Linked DNA regions of Zea mays: region 1 is linked to region 2. Evidence: chromatin contacts called from public Hi-C data. All regions are on one chromosome and are shown on one strand. Each heading gives the region's core, a stretch centred on a gene start, on an enhancer-like site or on the middle of the called end of the contact. The rest is flanking DNA. Distances are from core to core; before and after follow the strand shown.

Region 1 (4,109 bases), core at 925-3,424, 210 kb after region 2:
CTTTCTTACTCAAACTATCACAGGATTGCCCGATATTGGACCGTTTCTTTTTTATGGATGTCTGAGACTGCTTACCCTTTTTTATCCCATTGGCACTGGACAAATCATAGTCAAAGCTTGGTCCACTTTCAAGAAGAGGTACATCTGAAACAATTCCTGCACCAGACTTCTGCTTGGGAACATTGTTTGTTCCAATCTCCCTAAGATCTCTCATACGCTGGAATCCTTGAACTGTATCATCCTCATGATTTTTATGTCCCTTCCGCTTCTTCCTTTTTGACGATGCATACCTAGTGCTCGAAGAGGATAAATTTTGTGGCTTTTTATAAAGTGTCAATGTTTGACATGACTCTTGAGCTGAATTTTCTTCTGTATCATACAAACTCCTTGCACCACGAGATTTTTTGCTGAGCCCATTTATATTTATAGATTTTGCAGAACACATATTCTGGGATGCACACAAATCATTGCCGGTCTCCTCTTCAAAATCATCACAGTTATTTGAAAAATGGGACCTTTCAATTTCAAGGGCATGCAAAATGGCATCCTCTCTGCGAACATATCTCCCTTCAGCATGTGTCCTCTTTTGCTGGCGAGCTAGAGCCTTGGCTTTTTCTATACATTCATCATATTCTCCACACCGAAATGACTTCACACGTTTAGATTTCTCAAGATTATACCAGTCACTGTGGCAAAGTCCAACATAGCAAGTAAGATAGATATTTCAAACTTTAGAGTGCAGGTCAATACTTTAGTAAACTGATGATGTTCAGTGCTACAAACAGAAAACATTTGAGGATGCAATGGAAGAGTGATAAACATTAATTTATGCAGTTGTTTGGGAAGTTAAAAGTAAATATTGAAGCCTAAAACATGTATACAACTTCGAAACATCAGCTCACCAGAATGAATAAAAAATTCAAAACCAACTTCATATAGGGTAATATTTTCTTAATATCAGAACAATGTTTAAAATACACAAAGATTTGAAGAGTATGTTCATAGACTAAATATAAACCAAGAAAATATATCAATCACTGTGCACACAATTTTAATGTATATGTATTAATTTCAAGAAATGCATGGATTTTTTTTGCCGCCCAAGACATACATAGAAAGGTAACCTTATCCTTGTCACCTAACGGATACTTAAGTTACCTAATACCACTCTCTGGGTTCAGCAACAGGGGGGTGAGAGATGCGTTCAGTTGATGCTGCCACCATGGGTAACAAGAACAACATCTAGAGCTAAGGCATAATGGTAAGCCGTAAGCACCCCTATCTAGATATGTATGCAAACATCCATAAAAATACATTTCAGAAATAATAATTTGTTTGAGGTAGCTATACACTTCGTGGAGGCCCTAAGATCAATCCAACATACACAGTACCCTCCCTTTCGAAGTTCCCATTGTACTTAAACCAAAAGTCCCACCCAAAAAATTATTATTTGCCCGACTTGAAAGTGAACACAACATGAGTGATCCAATGACCATTAGACCAAGTACAAACAGTAGTAGCAACAGATCATCGGGAGCCAGCGGAATCAACGCATGAACAAGGAGCATAACAGAGTGATTACAGAGGGCAATAGGGGGAGTTGGGTTATTGGTAGGGCGAGGGTTTGGACGGACATGCTGCCGTCGGAGCGGCCAAGGAGCTTGATAGGCGTGCCGGCAGAGCGCGGCGGGATGACGGTGTTCTCGGGAAGCTCGTCCATGCCGAGGATCCGGCCCGGCCACCAGGATCCGTTGCGGCGGCGCACCCAGACGAGCGCTCCGACCTCGGCGTCCGGCCCCGTCACGCCGCCGGGCCACTCCTCTCCCGCGCAGCTCCCCATCACTCTGTATGTCTGCAACCCCTATCTCTCCACCACCATCGCCTCCCGTTTCGCTCCTCACCCCACTAATCAAGTCAAGAGACCTCCTTTGCTTGTCCAAGAGATCAGGAGGGGCCTTAGAACCCCAGAGAACGCTTGTACGAGATGGCTCTGCCAGCCCGGGCGGCGACGGCTGCCTCGTGGAAGCGGTGCTGCGGTGGTTCTCGGTGTGCAGGTGGGGAGAACCGAAGAGGTGGAAGGAGCGGAGGGGGCAGAGTCCGGGGAAGGAGGAAGACGGGAGTGGGAGTTAGAGGCGTGCATTGGGCCGTTTTGGGTGCTCGCGATTGAGCTAATGGGCTTCGAGATGACCCATTTTCAGTGACTGTAAGGGCAGGGGGTGTTTGGTAGAGGCTCCGCTTCTAATGAGAATAACTCTCGCAGACCCAAACGGTAAAGTCTGAATTATTCTATGGTGAGAGTAGAGTGAACCTAGTCTCTATTTTGTATTATAAAATCATAGCTAAAAAATTACTTCCCATCGCACCCACCCTGCTCCCCACTCTCTAACCTCTCAAGAATCACTTCACGGTCTATTTGTCAAACGGTTTTCATCGAATAGATTCACTTCTGCTAGAGAATCACTTGTAATCACTCTATTAGAAAATCGGCTCTCAGAGCTAGATAATCATGAAGCGGAGCTCTACCAAACGAGCCCTAAGTCACGACGGAAAAGTCTACGTGACCTTGTTCATCTACTGCGTTCAAAATCCAAGCCCTCCTCTCTCTAGAAGGAAAACATATCTCCTAATTTTATAAAATCTATACTACTAATTAAGAGTCTAACGTAGGCGACCACACTTCCATCCCCCCCCCCCCCCGCCTGTGTGCCCCCTCCCCGCGCCCACAGCCCCGTCCTCGCCCCCGCCGCCACAACAACATTGGTGGTGTCCTCCCCTCGCCCGCAACCCCGCCCCATGACCCCGCCCACATGCCCCCGCTCCGCCCCCGTCACTGACCCCGTGATGCTCGGTCCGCAACACCCGCCATCCCCCGCTGTCGCCGCTCGCGCCATGCGTGTGATGCCCCGGCCACGATAGTCGTCGTGCCTGGTACCGCCCGTCGAGACAACCCCCGCCTCGCTCACCGACCGAGGATGCCCCTCCTCAATGCGTGCGATACTTGGGTCGCGACAGTCGTCGTGCCTAGTAACGCCCGCAGAGACGGCCGTGAGCGGGGTGGGGGCACACAGACCAGCCCTCTAGGGCTACTAGGACATTCTCTCTCCTTTTTTTGCGTCGGGTATGCTTGATTTCACGTTTGGGACTTGAGCCGAGTGTACGCTAAAAGATTTGTTGATCTTAAACATGAGGTCGGGCTCGAAGTTCAATCTCATTTTTCTAATCGAGGTTTCATTTGTATTTTTATGCATTTTGAATTACATCAACATGTTATTTTTATATATGCAAACTGAATTATGTTCGTTTTTTCTTAATATGTTCATTTTAAAACTCTGTCGTGTGAATGCTCGGTACAAATTGCTAGCATCTTTCCAACGATCTTTTCGCTTTCACTTTGTCAGCAGTTTCTATACGGTTAACTCTTTCCCTTTTCTTTGTCTACTCTCTAGGTTATGCTCCGGCTAAAAATGACTTTTTTGAAAGGGTATGCATCTTTATTGTCCAAAATCTTCCTTCGTCACAATTAGAGTAAAAGTTAGCAGGGAAGATTTAAGTCAGATTTTGTCGGGGACCATAATTAGGGGTACCCTCAAGACTCCTAATTCTCAGCTGGTAACCCCCATCAGCATAAAGCTGCAAAGGCCTGATGGGTGCGATTAAGTCAGGGATCAGTCCATACGAGCGACTCGATCATGCCTCGCCCGAGCCTAGCCTCGGACAAGGGCAGCCGACCCCGAGGGATTTCCGTCTCGCCCGAGGCCCCCTCCAATGGCGGACACATCTCCGGCTCGCCCGAGGCCTTGCCTTCGCTAAGAAGCAACCCTGACTAAATCGCCGCACCAACCGACCGAGTCGCAGGAGCATTTAACGCAAAGGTGGCCTGACACCTTTATCCTGACGCGCGCCCCCCGGCAGAGCCGAAGTGACCGCCGTCACTTCGCCGCTCCACTGACTGGCCTGACAAAAGGACAGCGCCGCCTGCGCCACTCCGACTGCAGTGCCACTTGACAGAGTGAGACTGACAGGCAGTCAGGCCCTGCCAAAGGCTCCACGGGAAACTCCGCTCCGCCCGACCCAGGGCTCGGACTCGGGCTAAGTCCCGGAAGACGGCG
Region 2 (4,012 bases), core at 385-2,884:
GAAGAATAAATATCAATAACTACAACCTGTTCGAGCACTGCCCTGGAGTGAACTGTTGTCTGTTGAGAACAATCACAATACAAAAAGGAAAAAAACGATGAACTATTCCATATAATAAATATACTTCTCCTGAAACACCACATAGTTCATAAACTGAATACCTCAGGCAATCTTATGTTTGAGGAAATTAGTTAAAGAACACTTCATCACGTTGCTATACTTCAACTATAAGTCATGAAGCAAATTAGAATTAATCTTTCAAAATAAAATAAAGGAAAACAAGTAACAATTGGGGGAGCACATGAATATACATTAAACGAGCAAGTGACTTCAGCTACTTACGGGATGAAAATAAGTAGCTCAGGGTCACCCTCATTACTCTCCAGAAAACCCTGGTGCAGCAAAAATGCTCATGAGAATGCAGATTTTACCAATGATGAGGAACTTAAAGAACAGGATCTGAGCTAAAAAATCACTAATTATATAAATACAAAACGGAAACTTGCTTGTATAACAATTTTTCTGAACTGTTTTGAAGACACGCAGCTCTCCAGACCCACTTTACTATTTAGCACTGTTTAGTTACTTAATTTTCCTATGTGATACCACACTCCTTTCCTTCCTCCTTCCTCTACAGCTTAGTCCACCACTCCCACAGCAGTTAAACCAAGCCCATGTTCCTACCTTCACTTCATACCATGCTGTCAATCAAGCATGCTAGAGCATCAAGCAATCATGAAGGAGCTAATCTATATAATACTTAAACATGTGCCATATTTCACAGACGACGATAATTCACGAGATATGCCTTCGTTTTGGAGATTTTAGATAACAACAGATGCATTCTCGACAAAGGAAGAAAAAAGGTCATTAGAAATTTATTACTCCTAAGTCCTAATATAATAAGAAAAGGACAACTGGTCTTAGTGGTTACTGAACTAGATGTACACATTCTGCATCTCCTAACTGAGCCGGTGAACCCTAGCTTCCATTAAAAAATAAACTAAGGCAACGTGGACATGAGGAGGCATTGGTACATACCCCCGAGGTGTCAAGGCGCTGCTCCCAGGGCTTGAAGACGGACTTGACGCTCCCGGGCACCGATTCGTTGAGAGCCACCACCTGCGCGCACGAGATCGTGTCAGCCGCCGCCCTAAATCCTTGTTCACCGCCTATTGTACTGTATACTGTCGCACAATCCGATGCGCCGCGGGGTACCAACAGAACCTTACGAAGCCGTCGAAAACAAAGGCACAATAAGGAGGGAGGTGGGGCAGCGGATCAATCTGGCAACTGGTGAGAGGGAGTGGGGGGATTACAGGACCTTGGGGACGTCGATGTGGTTGTAGAGCGACCAGTCGGCGGCGCAGTTGTGATCCTCGCAGCTGTGGTCGTGCAGGCAGGCCATGGCTCCTCGTGCTCCTCCCCCGACCGAATGCGGCCACCAGCAGCCGTGTCCTCCTTCGATTTGCTATCGTCTTGTCGGTTTTCGGAGACCGGACTCCTTGCAGCTCCTACTCTCCTACTGGGCGGGGCGCGTATATAGGTGGGGGATTGCTTTGCTTCCCTGCCTCCGCACCGTTGCTGCTCTTTCGGCCTCGCGCAGGTTGCAGAGAAGTCTAGAGGGATTCTTTCTCCGTACTCAGCCGTGGCGTGGGGACGCCTGCCGTGGTAATTGTCTCTGATTCGTACCAGAGCCAACAAAGAATAGATCAGCCTGTGTTCCAATTCCAACTCACAACAGCCTGAAGCCCATTAAATAATACAGAGGAATCATATAAGAAGTTTATATGAATCAATATATTTTTACTGAAAAACATAGAAAAAGTACCAAATTCAAAAGGGGACTGGGGACCTGACTATTAATCTTCTAGTTTAAAATCTATTCTATAAAAATATAAACAATAAAGTAGTCTACATGTAAAATAATGTTTTATATGACTATATGTACGGTTCCTTGGCAGCTGAATCTGACAGCTCTGGTTTTAGGATGACAAATATGTCTAGATTTACGCTTTTACTGTTCTAAATTTGAGCCAAAACCAAAGTGCAATCATCCAAAGTGCACGGTACTGAGCTGTCCAGTGTCCGATTTGCCCCGATTTGTGTCCTCTTTGGAAAAGGTGACACCAAAAAGGTGACACGTGAGAACAGCACGAGCCCTCACGTACAAGTTTTGGATAAAGGAGTAGGAGTAGGGTCTTCGACTATCTGACAAGTAGCACCCACCGAATCATATGAAACTACTGAGACATATTAAAAATAAAATTTTAGTATTTAATGATCTATATAATTATTTAGAATAATATTCTTTACTAGAGTATTTAGTTATAGTTCAAACAATACACCGTGGACTTAGATAAAGACAAAAAAGTTTTGAAAGTTCAACATCTTAAAAAGACATTAAAGATCTAAGACAACATGTAAGTGTATAAAAGATAATATAGAATTAAATCAAACAAAAAGATCACAAAGAAAACAAGCAAGAGAATGATTTGAAGAGCGTGAGACCATCACTAGGGAGCATTGGACTATGCTCTAGAAGCTAACCCGGGTGTCTTGGGCTTCAAAGAAATAAAACTCAGTAGCTCTATCCATCGCGAAGCCAAGTATATTACTGCACGACACTGTTGTGCACAATTACTCTAGATGAGATAAACTCTTAGGGACTATGGCTATAAGTTGAGCAAAGTTCCTCTCCTATGTGATAATAAGAGTGCAATCTGCATGGCGGATAATCCCGTTGAACACAGCCACACTAAGCACATAGACATCCGGTATCATTTTTTGAGAGATCACCAACAAAAGGGATATCAAAATTGCTTATGTTAGCACCCACAACCAATTAGTCGATATATTTACCAAGCCCCTAGATGAAAAGACTTTTAGCAAGCTTAGAAATGAGCTAAACATCTAAGATTCTCGAAACTTTGATTGAAACATTGCACACATTGCTTATTGATATACCTTGATCATATCTCTTTCATTTGGTATAAATGCATATTTATTATTCTTCTTTTGCCAAAAGCTAAGACTAATATGCTTCCATGAGTATCTCTATGATTAGTCTTAGATTGAAAGGAAAATGGAGTTTTCGGCAAAGGCAAGGCTTCCGCTACGACTCTGTCAGTATCATTTATCCTTTGCCCTATTCATAAACTTTCACTCATATCCTTTTACAAAGGGGGAGAAAATTTTAAGTCCTCTTAAGTTTCTTCGTTTTTGGCGATTAATGCCAAATGGGGAGAATTAATAGGCCCAAAGCAAAAGGACCACACCATCACCCTGTTTTCAAAAACTATTTCACAAAGGGGGAGAAGTTAGTCAAATTACAAAACCCCTCTTGACAACTAAGAGGAGAATTTCTTCAGGGAGAGCTTTTATTTAGCCAAAGGAAAAGCATTTGAAACAGAGGGAGAATTTTCAAAATCTTGAAAATGCCTTTTGAAATCATATTCTTATACTATTGGCTATTTGCAAAAGACTTCGAAAAGGCTTTTACAAACGATTTGCAGAAAAACAACCTAAGTGGTGCAAATGTGGTCCAAAATATTAAACTAGAAGAAAGCATTCATATATACTTAGAAATACTTTCAGTTGGTTTAAATTCAAAGTAACTTATACACAACTATCAAAATGCAAACCAGTTACATTCCTACACTTTATATTTTCTTTGGTTTGTGTTGGCATCAATCAAAAAGGGGGAGATTGAAAGAGAAATGGGCTTTAACATTTCCTATAATTGATTTTGGTGTTTGACGTCAATCACAAACCACATGGACTAACTAGTTTGTCTAGTTGTCATTTATCTCAGGTGCATAAAGTTCAACATAAACCAACAAAGAAAATGAGTTGGGCAACTCTACAAAGTTTGGAGCAAAAACAAGCATAGGTGCAGCCTGTGGCGCACCGGACACTGTCCGGTGCCCAGACCGAGGCACCTCGCGAACTGGCCGCTCTCCGGATTTTCTCAAAGTCACTCCGTATAATTCACCGGATTGTCCAGTGTGCA

Evidence for each region. Hi-C and Micro-C count contacts between places; a contact is called where the count stands out from the background.
Region 1: a contact with region 2 is called in a Hi-C map of endosperm, with 2.1 times the contacts expected there. The contact joins the promoter of LOC103652628 here to the promoter of LOC100193621 in region 2. A contact is called at or near these places in 5 of 25 Hi-C or Micro-C datasets (ear, endosperm, leaf and 1 more).

Annotation. Positions count from the first base shown.
Region 1 is chr3:231,787,823-231,791,931 of Zm-B73-REFERENCE-NAM-5.0, forward strand. It overlaps LOC103652628, which reads right to left and starts at 2,175. Exons shown (of 3, transcript XM_020550599.3): 1 at 1,635-2,175; 2 at 1-686. The coding sequence starts at 1,840.
Region 2 is chr3:231,577,471-231,581,482 of Zm-B73-REFERENCE-NAM-5.0, forward strand. LOC100193621 reads right to left here and starts at 1,635. Exons shown (of 10, transcript NM_001358849.1): 1 at 1,325-1,635; 2 at 1,042-1,122; 3 at 343-392. The coding sequence starts at 1,408.